Linked DNA regions of Pan troglodytes: region 1 is linked to region 2. A link is a contact called in public Hi-C data. All regions are on one chromosome and are shown on one strand. The core of a region is the stretch at or near the end of the contact, and the rest is flanking DNA. Distances in the headings are between cores, read along the strand shown.

The links. A called contact is a pair of places that touch in the nucleus more often than the background predicts.
Region 1: a Hi-C map of stem cell-derived neural progenitor cells shows a contact between it and region 2, with 4 times the contacts expected there. The contact joins the promoter of MAML2 here to the enhancer-like site in region 2. A contact is called at or near these places in 1 of 7 Hi-C or Micro-C datasets (stem cell-derived neural progenitor cells) and 1 of 1 datasets of contacts at active chromatin or transcription factors (stem cell-derived excitatory neurons).

What each region holds. Positions count from the first base shown.
Region 1 is chr9:98,447,535-98,454,898 of NHGRI_mPanTro3-v2.0_pri, reverse strand. It overlaps MAML2 (mastermind like transcriptional coactivator 2), which reads left to right and starts at 4,131. Exons shown (of 5, transcript XM_001147268.8): 1 at 4,131-6,065. The coding sequence starts at 5,553. MIR1260B (microRNA mir-1260b) reads right to left here and starts at 6,021; the gene lies at 5,914-6,021.
Region 2 is chr9:98,245,345-98,252,895 of NHGRI_mPanTro3-v2.0_pri, reverse strand. The region is part of intron 1 of MAML2 (mastermind like transcriptional coactivator 2); the gene reads left to right. Among named protein-coding and RNA genes, the nearest start is that of MIR1260B, 200 kb to the left of the region's middle. Within about 2 kb of position 2,990, at least 9 of the 24 cell types and tissues checked have an H3K27ac peak or open chromatin away from gene starts, as enhancers often do. A contact at or near this core is called in stem cell-derived neural progenitor cells, where this site is marked.

The DNA of each region.
Region 1 (7,364 bases), core at 2,882-5,381, 200 kb before region 2:
CTAACTCATTTTATGAGGCCACCATCATCCTGATACCAAAGCCTGGCAGAGACATAACAAAAAAAGAGAATTTTAGACCAATATCCTTGATGAACATTGATGCAAAAATCCTCAATAAAATACTGGCAAACCGAATCCAGCAGCACATCAAAAAGCTTATCTACCATGATCAAGTAGGCTTCATCCCTGGGATGCAAGGCTGGTTCAACATATGAAAATCAATAAACGCAATCCAGCACATCAACAGAACCAAAGTCAAAAACCACATGATTATCTCAATAGATGCAGAAAAGGCCTTTGACAAAATTCAACAACCCTTCATGCTAAAAACTCTCAATAAATTAGGTATTGATTGGACGTATCTCAAAATAATAAGAGCTATCTATGACAAACCCACAGCCAATATCATACTGAATGGGCAAAAACTGGAAGCATTCCCTTTGAAAACTGGCACAAGACAGGGATGCCCTCTCTCACCACTCCTATTCAACATGGTGTTGGAAGTTCTGACCAGGGCAATCAGGCAGGAGAAGGAAAAAAAGTGTATTCAATTAGGAAAAGAGGAAGTCAAATTGTCCCTGTTTGCAGACGACATGATTGTATATTTAGAAAACCCCACTGTCTCAGCCCAAAATCTCCTTAAGCTGATAAGCAACTTCAGCAAAGTCTCAGGATACAAAATCAATGTGCAAAAATCACAAGCATTCTTATACACCAATAACAGACAAACAGAGAGCCAAATCATGAGTGAACTCCCATTCACAATTGCTTCAAAGAGAATAAAATACCTAGGAATCCAACTTACAAGGGACGTGAAGGACCTCTTCAAGGAGAACTACAAACCACTGCTCAAAGAAATAAAAGAGGATACAAAGAAATGGAAGAACATTCCATGCTCATGGGTAGGAAGAATCAATATCGTGAAAATGGCCATACTGCCCAAGGTAATTTATAGATTCAATGCCATCCCCATCAAGCTACCGACGACTTTCTTCACAGAATTGGAAAAAACTACTTTAAAGTTCATGTGGAACCAAAAAAGAGCCCGCATTGCCAAGTCAATCCTAAGCCAAAAGAACAAAGCCGGAGGCATCATGCTACCTGACCTCAAACTATACTACAAGGCTGCAGTAACCAAAACAGCATGGTACTGGTACCAAAGCAGAGATATAGACCAATGGAACAGAACAGAGCCCTCAGAAATAATGCCACATATCTACAAGTATCTGATCTTTGACAAACCTGACAAAAACAAGCAATGGGGAAAGGATTCCCTATTTAATAAATGGTGCTGGGAAAACTGGCTAGCCATATGTAGAAAGCTGAAACTGGATCCCTTCCTTACACCTTATACAAAAATTAATTCAAGATGGATTAAAGACTTACATGTTAGACCTAAAACCATAAAAACCCTAGAAGAAAACCTAGGAAATAACATTCAAGACATAGGTGTGGGCAAGGACTTCATGTCTAAAACACCAAAAGCAATGGCAACAAAAGACAAAATTGACAAATGGGATCTAATTAAACTAAAGAGCTTCTGCACAGCAAAAGAAACTACCATCACAGTGAACAGGCAACCTACAGAATGGGATTAAATTTTTGCAACCTACTCATCTGACAAAGGGCTAATATCCAGAATCTAAATGAACTCAAACAAATTTACAAGAAAAAAACAAATAACCCCATAAAAAGTGGGCAAAAGATATGAACAGACACTTCTCAAAAGAAGACATTTATGCAGCCAAAAGAGACATGAAAAAATGCTCACCATCACTGGCCATCAGAGAAATGCAAATCAAAACCACAATGAGATACCATCTCACACCAGTTAGAATGGCAATCATTAAAAAGTCAGGAAACAACAGGTGCTGGAGAGGATGTGGAGAAATAGGAACACTTTTACACTGTTGGTGGGACTGTAAACTAGTTCAACCATTGTGGAAGTCAGTGTGGCGATTCCTCAGGGATCTAGAACTAGAAATACCATTTGACCCAGCCATCCCATTACTGGGTATATACCCAAAGGACTATAAATCATGCTGCTATAGAGACACATGCCCTGGTACGTTTATCGCGGCACTATTCACAATAGCAAAGACTTGGAACCAAGCCAAATGTCCAACAATGATAGACTGGATTAAGAAAATGTGGCACATATACACCATGGAATACTATGCAGCCATAAAAATTGATGAGTTCATGTCCTTTGTAGGGACATGGATGAAGCTGGAAACCATCATTCTCAGCAAACTATCACAAGGACAAAGAAACAAACACCGCATGTTCTCACTCATAGGTGGGAATTGAACAATGAGATCACATGGACACAGGAAGGGGAACATCACACTCTGGGGACTGTTGTGGGGTGGGGTGAGGGGGGAGAGATAGCATTAGGAGATATGCCTAATGCTAAATAACGAGTTCATGGGTGCAGCACACCAACGTGGCACATGTATACATATGTAACAAACCTGCACGTTGTGCACATGTACCCTAAAACTTAAAGTATAATAATAATAAAATTTAAAAAAAGAAATAAAAGAAATTATAAAACAAACAAAAAATCTGAGTGTATTTGTCCCCATTTCCAAGCTAACAGGATTGGTGAAAATAAAATGGACTAAAGTAGGCTATCCTATAGGGAACTAAATTGCAAATAAATCCAGTATTGAGATGTTTGCCTTGATTTTGCCTATTTCTATCCATAGCTCAGTTTGAAACGACCATATTCATGAAATGCCAGAGTTTGTTTAGATTACTGAAGGTATATTATTTGAGACCTCAAATCCAAATGACTTCCAAATTAGGATACCCAGAATATTTTTGGTTCTGACTGTTGCAGTATTATGCTCACCTTAATTTAATCTTCATAATTGAAAATAACAAGCAGAATCCACAATAAGTTTTTTTTTTTTGGAGACAGAGACTCACCCTGTTGCCCAGGTTGGAGCGCAGTGGCGTGATCTTAGCTCACTGCAACCTCTGCCTCCTGGGTTCCAGCAATTCTCCTGTCTCAGCCTCCCGAGTAGCTGGGATTACAGGCGTATGACACCATGCTCAGCTAATTTTTGTAGTTTTAGTAGAGACGGGGTTTCACCATATTGGCCAGGCTGGTCTTGAACTCTTGAACTCAGGTAATACGCCTGCCTTGGCCTCCCAAAGTGCTGGGATTACAGGCGTGAGCCACTGTGCCTGGCCAATATTGGATATTTTAAAGGTGGGATCACTTGAAAATGGGGGGACAATGATCTGTGTGAGATCTATTTGGTTTCTATTATTAAACTTCTTGAAACTCAGAGTCAGGTGCAGTAGTGGTGAGTACCTGTAGTTCCAGCTACTCAGGAGGCTCAAGTGGGAGGATCACTTGAGCCCAGGAGTTCAACTCCAGCCTGGGCAACATAACAAGACTCCATTAAAAGAAAAAAAAAAAAAACTTTTTGAAACTCAGCTGCTACACATTGACTTTCCTCATTGTGTATGTGCACCAGGTAGCTAAGGATACTTCAGGTCTTATATTTGGTTTTTCATAGGCAATCATGCATTCCCAAAAAAAAGCGTTTGTTTCTAGAACTGGTATCGATAATTGTATCATTCTCATAAAATATTTTATTTATCCCAACTGATTTGCCTGTGATCACCCAGACTCACTTATCCAGAGACACACAAATGGGCAGGCAGGTAGACAAACGCTACACCTGCCTGCCCTTTAGGAGCTAACAATGTGATTACCTCTCCTCTCCACGCGCAACCCCTTCCGCCCTCAACACACACATTCATTATCTTCCTTATTCTATTAATGAACATTTCCTCGGTGCTCACACAGCTCGTGCTAGGTTGCTCAGTGGTGTCATTTACAATATACTGAAAAATGAAAATGATATCCTCAGCGGGGCGTAATGTAGGGCTGAAAGGGAAAACACATTCCTGGCCCGGAATTTCTTAAACATTTAGAGCTGGTGAAATGGTTGTGTAGAGGTTGGGGAATTTCCCCAGCCTTCCCCGCTTAACCGAGTCTGATGCTGAGCTGAGCCAGGGCAGCTGAGATGCGCAGGGCTTGGGATTTACCTCTTCAGCCACTGGGAGGCCCTCTGCGTTCCCCTTTCCCCGGTGCCTGGCTGCGATTACTCACTCGCGCAGTGGCACCAGCCTTCCACCAGGGAGCCTCGAACGAGCTCTCCCGCCCTCTCCCCGCCCCCCCCCACCCCCATCTGCAGCTTGCTGGCTCTCTCTTTCTCCCTCTCTGTCTCACTCTCTCTCTTTCTCTCCCTCTCCTATCGGAGCACAATGAAAGCCTGTGTATCGCCGTGACTCCGGGCGGGAGCCAGTGTCAGCAAAGCGGCTAACAACAGACGAGAAAGAGAAAGGAAAATACAAGCTACTTTTTTTTTTTCCATCTATAAAGCGGAGCAAATACAGGAGATAGAACCAGATTGCTTATTGCGAGTCCAGACCCTCAGATCCACTGGCCGGGGATGGAATGTACAAAAGTGGACAGAAAAGTGGCTGGACATGACTCGGTGCAATTTGCTGGAAGTTTGTAAGTTTGACCATCGTTTGTAAATTACTCTCGGAAGAGTTTGTCTCTCTTGATACTGTATTAGAATAGAGCCGGGGGTGAGGAATAGAAACGTAAGCGGGAAAGAAAAAAATGTGTTGAAGGATCTCTCTCAGTGGCTAGCGACTTAAGATTGCTTTTCATTTAAGGCTAGGAAACCTTAGAGGGAGTGAGGATTTTACCGGTGATTGGATTAGCTGAAGAAAAAAGCATGGTCCAAAAGTCCAATTACTGACATTGTTAACAGTTGAAAAGCTGTCTCCCTCTTTTGGGAGAAGACAACATCCTACAGTACCCCAAAGAGGAGAAAACACCGGAGCGAAAGGAAAGGGAGGAAAAATTAAAAGCCAAAAGACAGTCTCCCTTGATTTTTGCACATTTTGAACAGTGACTTAAACATCTTCTGAAACAGCACTGTTTTGTTTTGTTTTGGTTTTTTATTTAACCTGAGGAAAAGTCAAGGCTGCTGGTTACATAGACATGGTAGAAATGTGTTTCTCTGCAGAAACATCCCCATAAAGAATTGTCGGAAACAACTAGGTGAGGGGGAGTCCTCTCTATTAATACCTCTCTCAATACCTTTTGCTGTGTGTTTCTGTCTCTTGCTGGACAATCCCTGAATTCTTGATCTAACCCCCAGATCGTGTGTTTACAAAGTACCTAGTGGCTCTTGTCAGCTTGGTGGAGGAAAAAAAATCCACCAACTCTGTCCAACTTCTCCAGAGCTGTCAAATGCAATTAGAGTAAGTTAATCAGGGTTTGTTTCCAACTTATCCTCCCCCCAGCTGGTTTCTATTCTTTCTCCCCACCCTCTTTTTACTAACTCCCCTCCCCCACACCTTCTCCACGGCTCCCCCACAACCTCTGAAGACCTCTATTCATGTGGCCCTGAACACTGAGCTCACATTGTCAAAAACAGACTTGCCTGCAATAGCCAGCAGTAGCCTCTTTCCACCTCACCATCCCAGAGGCAGCAATCATTGTGTCCAGTAAGATGGGGGACACAGCGCCCCCGCAGGCCCCCGCAGGAGGGCTAGGGGGGGCCTCTGGGGCGGGGCTCCTTGGAGGGGGCTCAGTCACCCCGAGAGTGCACAGTGCTATCGTGGAGCGCCTCCGGGCTCGGATCGCTGTCTGCCGCCAACACCACCTGAGCTGTGAAGGACGATATGAACGAGGTAGGGCCGAGAGCTCAGACCGGGAAAGAGAAAGCACCTTGCAGCTCCTGAGCCTTGTACAGCATGGCCAGGGGGCAAGGAAAGCTGGCAAACACACCAAGGCCACCGCCACTGCTGCCACCACTACAGCCCCTCCACCGCCCCCTGCTGCCCCTCCTGCGGCCTCCCAAGCAGCAGCAACAGCAGCCCCACCGCCCCCACCAGACTATCACCATCACCACCAGCAGCACCTGCTGAACAGTAGCAATAATGGTGGCAGTGGTGGGATAAACGGAGAGCAGCAGCCGCCCGCTTCAACCCCAGGGGACCAGAGGAACTCAGCCCTGATTGCGGTAAGCACCTGGCTTTCTCATGGTTCTGGTTGTGGTCCTGTGGTCTCTTGTGAGGGTAGAGTTTGCTTTGGCCTAAGGTAGAGTGGATGGCAGTGAAAAAGGCCGAGATGTCACCTGACTACCTTAAAGGCCATTGGGTGCGTTCGGGTGGTTTCATGCGCCTACTCATCATGTTCTGTTGGTGCTCACTCCTGGGTTTTCCTTCGCTTATAGGATATTCCTTAACTGATAAGAAGCCTGAGTTTTCCAGAGGCTCTCTGGGGTCCACATCTTATAAAAGAAGAGGCTACCAGCTGGCAAGATCTGAGCCACTGAGGAAGGTTCTATCTCATGGATCCTCCAGCTTTGGCCAGCCAGCTCTGATTAGGCCCCCAAGCCATTTTTCAGCCCCAAAGCATTTATCAGCCCAGCTGGCTTTTATTAAAGCCTTTTTCTCCTTGCCCCATTTCCCCTCTCCCTTTTGAAGTGACCCCGTTCTTCTTCGCTTAAGAGAACATAAATGGTAAGCTGTAACAAATAGCAAATTCCCCAAATGTCCCCTCAGTCAAAAACAAAATTTGGGGAAAATATCCCAAAGAGAGACTAGGGAGGCACTGTTTCTTAAGAGGCCTACTCTCTGATTCCCTCTAGACTCTCTCACTCCTGAGCCACATCTCGATTCTTTTCCCAAGCACTCCAGTCCATTCCAGTAATGCTCCCTTAGAGCATTCGTTAAGTGGACAGGCACGAAGCAGCTATTTACACAGATCATCATCCTAGGAAATACCTTGTCTTCAGCCACTCCTGGTGACAGGATATCAAACCCAAAAGTTCTGATTAAGTTTCTGGCTGGAAGTTCTTCCCCAGAGGCACAGACATACACCATCCCAGAGGAGTATCCCTTGGATCATTGATTCTCAGTGCCAGTCCTGGTCAGGTGACTGCCTGCTGTTTGCAGGCTTCCCCCCAAAGCTGCTGGGCCAGTGGCCTCTGGTGGAAGGTAGAACCCTGCCCTGTGGCCCTGCAGGCTTCCTCCCTTTTGGAGCTCCATGGGACTTCTGGATTCTATGTCTGCTCCAGTTTACCTAGGTCAGCCCTAGCAAAAGCGACAGGAAATGGCCATGCAAGCCCCAAAGTACTCAAAAAGCCCAAAGGAGATGGTGCTATTGTGTCTAACTGCTCCTCCAAAGGAGCTTGATATTGAGCTCTCGGGAGAGGACATCCTCTGGCCAGACGCTCAGGATGGCTCTTTCTGGCTTCCCTTAATCCCTGGCCTGGGTCCATGGTGACGAAGACCCTGGGAATCTCTGGGGAGTAGGA
Region 2 (7,551 bases), core at 1,741-4,240:
TATAAAAATTATTTCCTGAGGGTGCTCTTATGTAAGATACCATGCTACCACAATGATATGGATATATAAACCTTTTCCCTCACTTTGTGGTTATAGGAGTAGATTGAAAATCATCCATATTTTATGTGATCGTACTGCATGTCACAATGTTTGTGTGTGGCACACACACGTGTAAGTACACAATTTTTTTTTTGAGAGGAGTCTTGCTCTGTCACCCAGGCTGGAGTGAGGTGGCGTGATCTTGGTTCACTGCAACCTCCGCCTGCCAGGTTCAAGCAATTCTCCTGCCTCAGCCTCCCTAGTAGCTGGGATTACAGGCACCCACCACCATGCCCGGCTAATTTTTTGTATTTTTGGTAGAGACGGGGTTTCGCCATGTTGGCCAGGCTGGTCTCGAACTCCTGACCTCAGGTGATCCGCCTGCCTTGGCCTCCCGAAGTACTGGGATTACAAGCATGAGCCACCACGCCCGAACAAGTATACAATTTTTAAAAGCCCTCACACATCATGATTTTATCAGGACAGTCCCTTTAATAACTTAGGAAACTGTTAGAGGATTTATTTTAACACAACAAGTAACAGGTTACACAGCTAATAAGTGAAAGAGACAGGACCAGAACCCACATGTCTTAACACCTAGACAAATATTTCTTCCACTGTGCCAGGCAGTTGAAAATTCCCAGCCTTATCATGTGCTCTTCATCTTTTCCCTAAAAATTCACAAGGCAGCATGATGTTATCTGACTTATCACTGTAAATATTTTAGCATTTAAATGAGGAGGCAGAGTAAAGAGAAAAATGTTTCTGTAGAGATTTTTGCAGATAGAGAGTTCTTGGTCTCCATCCAAGGATCTTGAGCATTTAATGAGACTACTGTCCACGAGTTGGTACAGGGTTTAGCAATATCATGGTAGCTATTTGGCGGCTCATGGTCTTCCTCAAGGTCTCCAAAGGGAAAACAGGAAGCAAGGCTTAGTTCTAACAGAAGCTGGACTCTGGTCTTAGCCCTGAATAAAGCATGCCACCTCTCTGAGCTTCAGTTTCACTATTTTTAAAATGAAGGTAATAATTCCTGTTTGCCCAACCCACAGACTTGTTTTTGAGAGTCCAGTGAGGTAATGCATGTGAAACTTCCTTGAAAACTATTAGTATTAAATGCCATACAAATGTAGGGATTGTTATTAATATTATTAATGGATCACAAAGATTCCATAGCACTGAGAAAATGATGAAATGAAAATAATCCAATGCATTGGAAGTTGATCAGGGCAGCCTTCACTCCAAATTACCTTTGACTTGTCCCCTGTCACTCCCTAGAATCTAAAATGAGGAAAGTCATTTCTCTTCCACGGGATTTGTATAAGAGTGAAACAAAATGTCTGTGAAATACCTAGAGTAGTACTTGGTATATACCTGGCCTCTTTTCTAAAACTTCCCGAGATGAAACCCTATCTCTCATCAGATAGCCTGCCAGATGATCTAACACAGGATAGCAAGTATTCTTATTATTTGTTACTGTTTCTATTATTCTCAATTTAAACCACTTCCTATAATTTCACAGTAAAAACAGAGCCATTCATCAGATAATAAGCCCAGTGGTCTCTCTCTTCTAATCTTCTAAGGTCAGCTACATGGAGGGGAAGGGGGCAGGTAGCACAAATATCTGAGGAATTATATAGGGATTGAGGGCCCTAAATCCATGAAAAAGAGCTGATTAATTCCTCTACATATGGTTGAACAGAACCCACTTCTACCACTTACTCTATTCGTCCCAACCTGCCTCCCTCTTCTCCCCTCATTCTTGGCTTACTGGAAGATTTAACCATAGCTAAGCATGCTAGTCAGCAATGGATTATAGACACTGCGTTTCTTTCTCAATAAGCATTCTTAACTACATTATAAAAATTCTTCTCTAGATGTACATATTTGTTTAAAGTCCTTTGAGACTCTAATTAATGTTACTCAGCATCTTCCCGGCAATGTGATCCCAGTTCCTAATTGTTTTACCTGGTTAGTAAAAGGTCTTATCAGTTAGCCTGCAGAATTGAGACGAGAACTCCCAGCTCTGAAAAAAAAGCCCAAGCTCATTTCTTTATGTCATACTTCCAGCCATGAAATTATTAGACTCCTATAAACTCAGCATTTCAATTGCTGTCCTGTTCCTTCATTCTCTACCAGACCTCCCAAGCAAGAACTCCAGGATACTTAGTGCAATTGTGCTAACATCTTCAAACACTGCAGTGAGGTGTTTGAAATAAAATGTGTAATTATGGTAGTGGAAAGCTACATCTGATTCCAAACAAACCTCACGTTCCCCCAGCTATAATTAGAGAGCAAAGTTCGCTGCACAGATTTTCCCATGAAATCCAGTTCAAGTAAGGCTTCTGTTCTTTCAGAGGGGCTCCTGGAGGTGGAGATTGTGATTAAATGGTTTGACATTGGTCCCCCTTCCACATTCTAAAGAGATTGTCTATTATCATTCTTGGAGTCTAAAAGCACAAAATATGTGCAAGGAATTAATGTTGTTTGGAGTTTTGGATAATAATCTTCCAATTTATTTGTCTCTGAACAGGGACAAATTAGAACAGGGAAGGAAAGTTACAGACACACACCCACAGAAACCCACGGACCAAAGTGTGCAGAAGTAAAAACCGCCTCTTAAATGTCTCCAGAGAAATTTATGGAAATCGGAAATCCCTGCAGCTTCGGATAAAACTAGACATTGTTTTGAGTAATCTCACAGGCCCCTGCAACTTAAAATCCATAATAATAGGAGCAAGAGCGACATGACCGAGGGCTCAAAGATTTTCCTGTTTCCTATTAATATTTGAGGACTGTCCATCTGAATCTTCTCAAAAGCCTAGATTTCTTGACTGCCCTTGGAGGACTTTTGTAATTAGGCATATTTAGCTGTACCATGTTATACTGCTACAGGAAGAATCCCATTTGTCAGCAGTTTTAAACTTTGCCAAATAAAGGCTTATTGGCAAACGGCAGTGAACACTCTGATAATGACCCAACTTTAGAAAACACACACCCTGCTGTGTTGTATTCAAGCCACAGTTCTGTTGAAATAAAAAAGAGAGACAATGCCTGCTTTCAGACACTAGAGATCCTTTGTATTCCAATAAAAGTCTAAATTAATGTTTTAAAAGGTTATTGCTATTTTTTCCCATTTAGCTGGCATCAGTTGTAAGTCTTATTTAGACAAGGTCCTACGTTATTTTACTATTTCTTTTTGCACAAAAGCTAGTATTTGATTGTGTTAGATCATCAGCTTCTGGTTTTCATTAGACAAACCTGAAATACCCTATTATTAAGATTAAACAAAAAAATAGTTGTTTTCTTATTCTGAAACCTATTATTTTGAGGCTGCTCTGACCAGAGGAAGAGAAATCAGTTTTGCAAAACCTGATGGAGAGATACGTCAAGAGGAGCAGCAATAACCTCATCAATGCTGCATTTAGGTTGCTTTTGTAAATGAGATCCCTTCCTGGATCTGACAATGGGAAGGAAGGATAATTTCATTCTTTGGCATTGGCAATACTTTCTTTAGTATAAAAGGACTTTCAAAGTGCAAAATATAGGGCAAAGAATACTGTTTGCCTATGTAATGTCAGCAAACTGGTGAGGTGCTGCAGAGAATCTGCAGTAACATCGTACTGGAACCTGAGAGTTATGAGATCTTAGATCTCCATGTCATTTACGCTTACCATGGTATTTTCTCAATGTTAACTCTCAGAATAAGCCCTTAGCAAGTGGTGGGTATTTTTCCAGTCATACCAGTTTAACAGGGAAAAAGAGAGTCAGAGTAACATTCACAAATCAAGATTTCCCTAATTCTTCCATCATTCAGATGGGAACTCTAGCCCTTCAGATTTCTCCCAAATAGATGAGAAATTTTCTAGGGGCACCTCATATGGACTCTTCCTCCTGAATTATTCTTACTGGTCCTTTGGGTTTCAACATAGAAGTCATTTCTTCAGAAAACCGACTCTACTAAACTGAAGAGGGGTTAGGTGCCCCTCATATGTGCTTGCAAATTATTATAGCTCTATCCATACAATATTGTGATTGTCTCTGGTCTTGTTGCTTTCCTGCACTAGATTGTGAGCACCATGACATTAGGGATCATATCTTTTCATTGTACTATTAGCTACACATAACAGACTGCATGCTATACGTTGGTAAATGTTAATTAAATGAATATCTTCTCAGGCTAGCTTTTTTGATCGCCCCAACGCCTTGGCTAGTTTTCTCTCATCCTGCCTCAGATTGCTGTGGTGATGCATCCCGCTAGCACCTGCAGAGACAGCCCTGTTGGTAATGTTGGCCACAGTGCCAGCTCTGCTGCCAGTGCCCATCGATGTGGACATGGAGGCGGTCCTAGCTTCAAGCTGACGATGCTCCCCTGCTGATACAGAAACTCCTGATTCCAAAGCTACATTATTTTGTTTGTTTTATGCCCTGTGTCTTTGTATCACCACTCCCATTGCTAAGGCCTGGTCCTTATGTGTGGAGAAGGAAGGCGACTGGAGGCAGGAGGTCTTCTGTGCTCAGAATCACCCATTTTTCTATGATAGTGCCTCAAACTCATTTACCTTGGCTCTCATCCCTGAGGATGAGTTTTTTCTTGTGATTCTCTTTGGTTCCTCATTTAAATGGACCTTGGTGGGATTTTTCTTCTCCATCTGACAGACCTAAATATGCCCTGTTCTCAGGGTAAGCACAACTGGGGCTCTAGCTGGGGCCTCTTACGTAGTATAAAGATAAAGAACTATCTGTGCATAGGGAATCTTTTGCTCCTTTGTATTTCAGGGGAGATGTCAAGGGTCCTGGTAGGGTTTCCAGGTAAAATACAAGATATTTAATTAAATTTAAATATTAAAATACAAGATACTTAATTAAAATTAAATATCTGGTAAACAGCAAAGAATGTTTTGTTTTGTTTTCCAGTATGTCTCAAATGTTGCATGGGACATATTTGTACTAAAAATGTGCTGCACTCCAGCCTAAAAGTAAGCACCTCACCAGAAGGATGTCATGTCATCCTTCTTCCCCCATATACCTGGGCTTATCTTAAGCCTTTGAGTATTGGATAACTAACAATAAAGATATGGTCAACAGTATGGTAAAGACAGGCCAAACATTACATGAGACATACTTATGCTAAGAAATAACTTGTTTGTCTGAAATTCAAATTTAACTAGGCATCCTATATGTTTACTTATTACATCTGGCCAACCTAGTCCTGAGTCAAAAGCAGCAAATAAAGCCATTTGAAAGACAGAGACAGTGATGTTCCTGTGTGTCCCTAAAATGACAGCTCCTAGCATGGCCCGTGATGGAATAAATGGAGCCAGTCAAGTGTATTTGACCTCCTTAGCCCATAGGCTTACCCTAATCCAGACTGGTGGGCTCTAGAGGGAGGAAGAGCCGCCTGACCCTCAAGTTCTAGACTCTGGAGGTATCTGTCATGTAGATCTGGAGTGGTGGAAGGTCCTTTGGGAACTACTGAACGATGGAGGGAGTGATGTCTAGGGGCAACACTGCTACCTCTGGCAGCACTGCTCCAGGCTATATCAACTGGAGCTGAGAAGTGCCTCTGCATGTAAGAGCTCTGGTATAAAGTCAGAAAAATTTAGAGAGTAGCTTCTTATGGTTTGCTCAAGGAAACTCCAAGATCTTGTCTTCTGCTGGCCATTCATCAAAATTGGCTTAGATTCATCTCAGCCTGTTCATGTTGGGCAGAAGTGCTGTGCCTTAGCCCAAAACTACATACCTCACCAGAGGCAATAACAGTGGTTTTAATGCTGTCTTTTCTTCCTCATCTATCTGGGCTGATTTTTAGCTTTTGAGGATGAAAGAACTAACAAGAAAAATATAACTTGTCAACAGTATGGTGAAGTCAGGCCAAAGCAAGAAGGTGAAAATGAATTGATATTAACAGGGTAAGCAATTAATTTTCTTCCTTTAGTCCTGGCTTTTGTGCTTGCCACAAGTCTAATGGAGTACCAGATGAACCATGCCAATGCCTGGGCACTAATAACAAAACAAAAGCTGATAAAGATGGATAAAATCATCTATGGAGGCAGGAAGCAATTAACCACATAAAGAAAGTGAAACATCATCAATGATAAGCCTCAGCAGCAATTTACTTGGGTTTGAGAACTTTTTGTTCTGATGGTTTTCAATAAGTTTTCCTCGTTTTCTGCAGCTTCCTTAATTCAATAGATTTTTTTAAAGATAGAATTATGCAGTCATTACTACCCACATACCCAGGCCTTCATTGCATCACGGAGAGTAGATGTGGGTGGAAAGAGTGGGAATAGGCAACAGAGACGGAAATTTCAAAGGCCCTTAATGTTTGCCTTTGCTTGAGTATTTTGTATTATTTTGGTCTTTGCCATCATCAGGTATTGCCCTGAGAAATTGAGCTTCTGCACTGTCTTTATGAAAAACACTGAAAAACAACAGTTGTTGCTGACCAAAATGATTATTAGTAGGTAAAGGGGAGAGGTAGCCCCAGAGGTCAGATTTCCTGCTGTCAAATCACCTTTCTCTAGGGATCAAAAAATTATTGTGATTCTTGGTAAAGAATTTAACATGGTTGGAGATTTCTTATTCTCTCTTAAATATATCAAAAAAAAAAGGAACTGTTATATATCAAGTATTTGAGATGATAATTGTTGGATACCACTGTCTTTTTTTTTTTTTTTTTAAGACAGAGTCTCGCTCTGTCGCCCAGACTGGAGTGCAGTGGTGGGATCTCAGCTCAGTGCAAGCTCTGCCTCCCTGGTTCACGCCATTCTCCTGCCTCAGCCTCCCCAGTAGCTGGGACTACAGGTGCCCGCCACTATGCCCGGCTAATTTTTTGTATTTTTAGTAGAGACAGGGTTACACTGTGTTAGCCAGGATGGTCTCGATCTCCTGACCTCGTGATCCGCCCGCCTCGGCCTCCCAAAGTGCTGGGATTACAGGTGTGAGCCGCCACTGTCTTTTTTCAGTGGTGAGTGATAGGCCTAATGTATCTGATCTCTGTACAAAGTTGTATTAGGAAAGCTGATTTGGTTTGTGGAACATTACCAATATATATGGAAAAAGGTTTTATTACCACATGGTTCTGGCATATCTTCCTTGTAAGGTATTGTAAGTGTCAAATGACAAAAGAGTTCTGGAATTTACTACACGAGAAAATATAACTAGTGACTTTTCATATTTTTGGAAGACTAAAGAAAAATTAAATTTTAGAATGGGTTGTGAAATCTCTTTCTTAGCAGCATTTTATGGTAGAAGACAAGCATCTGCCCTCAAGTTTTAGAAAACTGGTCTATATAAAAGTAAGGGACTCAGCCAGATAAATCAAGCACCCTAGGACAATACAAAGTTGTCAGGAGGATTCCCAGGTTCTGGGGATCATAGAAACTCACCGATCTCTACCTGGAAAGCTTTTTGGGGCCTTCCTGGACTATGTCTCGGAGGTGCTTCCTACTCAGGCATTTCCAAGTGAGGATGCATTATCAAACCCAGTCCCTGGTGGTTTACCCGGCA